Linked DNA regions of Anas platyrhynchos: region 2 is linked to region 1. A link is a contact called in public Hi-C data. All regions are on one chromosome and are shown on one strand. The core of a region is the stretch at or near the end of the contact, and the rest is flanking DNA. Distances in the headings are between cores, read along the strand shown.

Evidence for each region. Hi-C and Micro-C count contacts between places; a contact is called where the count stands out from the background.
Region 2: a contact with region 1 is called in a Hi-C map of skeletal muscle, with 8 times the contacts expected there. The contact joins two enhancer-like sites. A contact is called at or near these places in 7 of 8 Hi-C or Micro-C datasets (F1 follicle, F5 follicle, liver and 3 more).

What each region holds. Positions count from the first base shown.
Region 1 is chr5:9,137,699-9,140,582 of IASCAAS_PekinDuck_T2T, forward strand. LOC140002571 (a long non-coding RNA gene) reads right to left here. Exons shown (of 6, transcript XR_011809442.1): 3 at 1-2,335. Among named protein-coding and RNA genes, the nearest start is that of CEP170B, 11 kb to the left of the region's middle. Within about 2 kb of position 1,338, at least 1 of the 8 cell types and tissues checked has an H3K27ac peak or open chromatin away from gene starts, as enhancers often do.
Region 2 is chr5:9,287,559-9,290,359 of IASCAAS_PekinDuck_T2T, forward strand. All of the region lies in intron 3 of SIVA1 (SIVA1 apoptosis inducing factor), which reads right to left. Among named protein-coding and RNA genes, the nearest start is that of SIVA1, 3.7 kb to the right of the region's middle. Within about 2 kb of position 1,328, at least 3 of the 8 cell types and tissues checked have an H3K27ac peak or open chromatin away from gene starts, as enhancers often do.

The sequences.
Region 1 (2,884 bases), core at 88-2,587:
CGAAGGTCCTTTAGGATTTCATACTGCTGCAGTCTTGAACAATCAGGTCCTAAATCGGTGACAAGTACATCAGACAGAACAGGGAATAAGCTGGCATTTGGCTCTAGCTTACATGAACATTGCTAGATGGGAATGGTGAAATTGTTGATGATGATGTGAAGAGGGCCGAGGTGCTCAGTAAATATTTTTGTTCTGAATTTGGAAACGAGAAGAATCGTGCACTGATGTCATGAGGACAATGCACTTTCCATCCCATTAGTAACCAAGGAGGCTATTAAACAGCATTACTGGAGACAAATATTATTACCTTACCAGGTCCAGGCAACTGGCAGCCTTACAGCTGAACCAAAGCAGATCTAAGGATCTCTGCCCCTCTCCCACTTCATCCTGGAGGACTGCAGACATTTTAGAGGACTGGAGAAATGCTGCATTTGGATAAATCATTAAAAAAATAACTAGGGCAACTAAATAATTTTAAGCCAGTTAGCAATTCTGGGCAAAGTAATGAAATGCTAATACAGAAATCAGCAAATAGTATCAGTGTGAATAGCATGGGCCAACGTGGTTTATGGGGAAAAAAAGTCTTCTGAAAGAAACTTGACTTTCCCTTTTCATTAAATTATTGGTTTCGTTGATAACAGCGACAAAACAGATGCAAGCTATTTGTCTTTTGTGGATTGTTCAATCATGCAATCCTCTCACTATAAATCATGGCAATATCTAATAACATAAAAGTCCAAGGTAAGTGAATTAAGAACTGACTAATTGGCAAGTCTTAAGTAAAATACAGCTCTCAGTGAAGACTTGCCAGGAAACAGAAGTGTAGCCAGGTTCTGATACTGCATCCAACACCACTTAACTTCATTTTCTAAGGTGAGGGCTTTGTGCAGCTTGTGTAAAATAGACTCCAATTAAAAAAATTGTGATGTCATGATTCATAGGAATGCTCACTGAAGCTGGTTTGTACCACTGCCTCCTCTGCAACTGGCCTGGCCTGGGCCTAAAATGGAAAAATGCCACTGTATAACCAGATGGCAGCTCAGGTATATGAAATCCAGGCCAGGAGCTCAGCCCTGGGACCTCTCTCCCTGCTCGGGCAGAAATGACAAATGATGTTGTTGGACTCAGAAGCAAGTCGGTCTGAGCAGTTCCCCTGCAGCCTGGCTTTGGCATATGTGCAGCACCCCCAAATCCCCCTCTCACACTCTCTGCTCTCCAGAGATGGGACATCTTCTCATGGGTTTCCTCCTGGAAACCTCCCAGCACCGTGTGTGCTGACGCAGCTTCAGGGACCCAGGGGAGCGCACGAGACGCAGAGTTTGGGATTATGGGTTTCAGTCATCAAAACAGTCATGCTGGGAATATTTAGCACAGCTGAGTGCTTCGTCTCTGCTCTGACGGCTTTTGCTGGACAGCATAAAAATAGAAAGCTGGGAAGTAAACATGGACATGTTATCGTCCTTACAGGGTGAGATTTCACATCCCTGAGAACTCAGGCTCCAAATTTCACTTCTGGGGCAGGAAGAAAGGCAAGAGAGGCTTTGAACACCCTCATGCAGTAAGAATAGATCCCTGGAAGTCTATTTATATTAGCAGAGGGGCTGACCGTGTGCATTTATTCTGCTCTGTGTAATTAGCACCATTGCCTCCTGGTAATTGTTTTACTCTCCACCAAAGATTACACAGCCATTAACCTGGAAGGGAGAGAAAAAGAAAAAGTAGGGGCATGTGGGAAAGGCTTTGAACACCAAATTCATTCACCAGTTAGGAACAAAAGAGCATATTTAGAAGGTTAATTAACAAAAAATCTGTCTCAAGGCAACTGCAGCTTACTACTAATGGATACCATGAAAATTCATAAATTTGCTGCTGCAAACGAGGGTTTGCTGACTCCAGACTGCTGCATTGGGCTCTTCCCTCTCTGCTCCTTTGCAATACAATGGTAAGTGATGTCCAGAAAATCCCCTTGTTCAAGCAAAGGGCTAAACTCACGCTGACTTGACCGAGGGAAGTTTTTGCATGCTGTGTCCTGGTCTATCACAGATGCGCGTCGCCTCGTGTGCAGAGCAGTTTGAACAGCAGTCCTTGATATTGGAAGGGGAACTCAAAGCCTAAATTTAGACCTAAAATTTGCACTGCCAGATGCTTTTTGGGCAGCACACCAGCCTTTGCATAGCTCTCATTGCAGTACGGTTCACACTATGCAGGTTCTTGGTACCCAGGGACCACCAAAGGCAGCCACAAGCAGCAGAGTCAGTGCAGGATGAGCAAGAGACCCAAGAGGAAGAGGCCAGCGAGGCAGCAGCATGGCTCTGGCCACAGCTCAAGTCAATGCCTAGAGAAAAAAAATAAATAATAATAAAAAAAAAATATATCTGTCCTTCTTCTCAGCATGACCAGCCATTCACAGCTCAGAAACCATCTGCATGCTTTCTCTCCACAGGTTTCTCTCCTGTTTCAAACTTGCCCGGTGTCTCCTTGGACTCTGGATAATTTTTATCATTTGCCTGTGTGGCAAGGGGTTTCACAGCTGAGCACGCAGCATTGCACTGAAGAGACACAAAATGTGTAGGGTACAGAGTACAGTGGGCTCCCTGTTACCTTTGAAAATAGGGGGAATTTAGGAGATTTATATTTGAAGGGCTCAGTGTATTTGGAGGCGGTTATAGATCAGCCTGTGCTGAGTTTTCCTGCAGGCCTCTGTGCAATTACTGTGATTTCTTGGCGCAGGGTGCTAATGATTCACCTGAGTTGAGTCATACACGAGGCGATGTGGCTCTGGAAAGCTTCCCACTGCAATCGCTGTGCTCAGCAAATCTGGGAGGTGAATACAAAGGATCTTGCGATTGCTAAGCCTTCTAGGGAAAAGGAGAGGCTTAAAAGG
Region 2 (2,801 bases), core at 78-2,577, 150 kb after region 1:
AGTACTTTGCACTGAATAGGAGGGAAGAAAGAACAGCAAAGCACAGGATAAAAGAGCATCTTCCTGCCCAGTTAATAGATGATTTCTTTGGCTCTACCATGTAGTCCACCAAGCACACAACACACAGCTCTGTGACCGATGGCAGCAGACAAGGCCTTGTGAATAGATGTTAACAAGACAAAGGAAAAAAAGCTTGGATCTCTCTCCCTTTCACAGTTCTGGTTGGTTGTTGTTGTTTTTTTTAAGGCAATACAAAGACTTAAAACCAGTCCCCAGTCCTACCTCTGACTGTTCATCTAAGAATTGCAAAACAGGAGCTGGAGCTTTCCTCAGTAATGAAGCTTTGGGAAATACAAGCCCATGAGAAGCAGTTTCCCACACCTTCCGAATCTCAACAAGTGCATGAATTGGTAACCACAAAACACTTTTCTTACAAGCATGATGCACAACCCCGACGCGAGAGCATCCCTACTCCTCCCAGTCTCTCACCAGTCTCTTCCTGACTCTACTCCTCCTGCTTTTTTCTTCTCCCAGCTCCTCAGTCTGATGAGCAAACACCTTCCAAAGGGCCAGGCTAGAGGATAACACAAGCTTAAGCCACAAAATCCATGTCACTGGTTTAGAGAAGACAGTTTTATGTGAAATACAGTAGTGACTAAATGAGCCAAAAAACATATCAACTTCTCTGAAACACAAATCATTTGTAAACAACAAGTCTCTTCTCTCCAGGAGCCTGGAAGCAAAACAGTGCTTTCAGTCTCTCACTCTCTCCAGAGAATGAAAAAAAAAAAAAACAACACAGAAACACACTTAAAGGTTTCAGTTTGAAAAATATGCTGGAGTGAAAAACATTTTTGTTCACTGCTTAGAGCTTCAAATGAAGCAACGCCAGGTTTTAAAATTCTTTCCCCAAACTAGCATTTAAACACGGTAGCTACAGATTCCTCCCATTCACAAAACTCAGCTTTGTGTCCCATGATTACCATAGGAACAACGCTGTTATCTGCCCTGTGATCCTGACAACCGGGGACTGCAGCAGAGTGCCGCCGTCATTCCTGATCTATGACAGCTTTGAAAGAACAGATAACGCCGTGGGATTACTGCACACCGACAAACCCTTCCGCTACCAGCTCACCCAACCACCTTAAACTGCCTGTGCTGCAGCTTGTTTGTTTGCTTTGGAGGTGGAAACAAGGCGCATTTTACAGTTGTTCAAACTCCAGGCTGCAGTAACAACAAGTAAGCTCCAGCTGGCTACGAAGTATGCGGAACACGGAAACGCTGGGGCACCAGCCAGGCTAAGGCAGCACACGAGCAGCCAGCAGCACAGCACAACAACCCCCCGGGCACCCTAGAGGGCGCAGGCGATGCTACAGTGTCACCACAGTTACAGAAGGTATTGCTCTGTGCCTAGAGAATGCCACCCCGCTGTGTGCACCTCGAGGTGCTGCTGCTCAGTGACAGCTAAAGTCCCGCCTGGTTGTGCTTACCGGTCGGGTTGGTGAGCTGTGGTACATGCTCTGAAACTGAAGGTCTGCAGCATGGAGTCTCTAGTGGGATGTCATTGCAGCTGTTTCAATGCTTTAAGGATAATAAAAAAGCTGGAGTGCAATTTTTTACAAAGGTATGTAGTGACAGGACAAGGGGTAACGGCTTTACACTAAAAGAGGGTACATTTACATCAGGTGTAAGGAAGAAATTCTTCATGCTGAGGCACTGGCACAGGCTGCCCAGAGGAGCTGTGGATGCCCCATCCCTGGAGGTGCTCAAGGCCAGGCTGGATGGGGCTTTGGGCCCTGGGCTGGTGGGATGTGACCCTGCCCATGGCAGCGGGGTGGAAATGGGTGGGCTTTAAGGTCCCTTCTAACCCAAACCATTCCATGATTTTATGTTTCTTTTTCAACAGCTCCTCACAAGACAAATACATCTCTCAACTCAGCTAGCATGGCAAGGGCCTTTCAGTTTCTTCAAACAGAAGTAGCTATAGTGGATAGAAAGAGGTAAGAAAGTTACTTCTTGCAAAACAGACTAATCACAGTTGAGAAGACTGGGAAGCCTAAGTGGTAGGCCTTGGTTTGGACATTCAGGGCAAGTAATAAGGGAAAATGGAGCTTTAGCTCAGAGTATCATCAGGATCTTTTTCTCTCCCATATCTGGGAAGTTCTTTCCTGTATCCACTGAAGTCATCATTTTACTAAGATAAAGACCACTGGGTCTGTAGTATTGCTTTACGTATGTTAAGGTTGGTTCACAAGATGCAAGGTCTGGTCAGGTTTGTTTGTTTGTTTTTTTATGTAGCAAAATAGTAAAAGATATTACTGGGGGGGGGGTGTGGGAGGAATGCCTTGTGCCTACAGCACAAACAATACCAAGCAAACTGGTCTCTGCTATGACAGGAAAGGAAAATGAGGAATGCAAGTTTGTGGAGGTGTGTCCTTGAGCGCTTACCATTTGTCAGACCCCTATAGATGAGCTATATTTAGTGGGTATTCAGGACAATATTAAGTGTACAGTAGAGATGATCAAGTCATACAAATGAGCTGCTTTCTATGAAACTGACCTAGTAAGGAAGGTATGGCAAAATTAGTCTTTGACACTACACTCCTGGAGAAAAGTATTGGCTTTCTGTTTGCACTCAAAAGCTGTAGCACCAATGTTCTTCCCTATCAAAGAAGGGATAGAAATAATTAAAACTATTCAAGTTGTCAGTGATCATAAGATGCTTGTGACAGTTTTATGAAAATGTAACCAGAAATCGACACATCATCTATTAGGAGAAGTCTCCAGGCATGACAGATTTT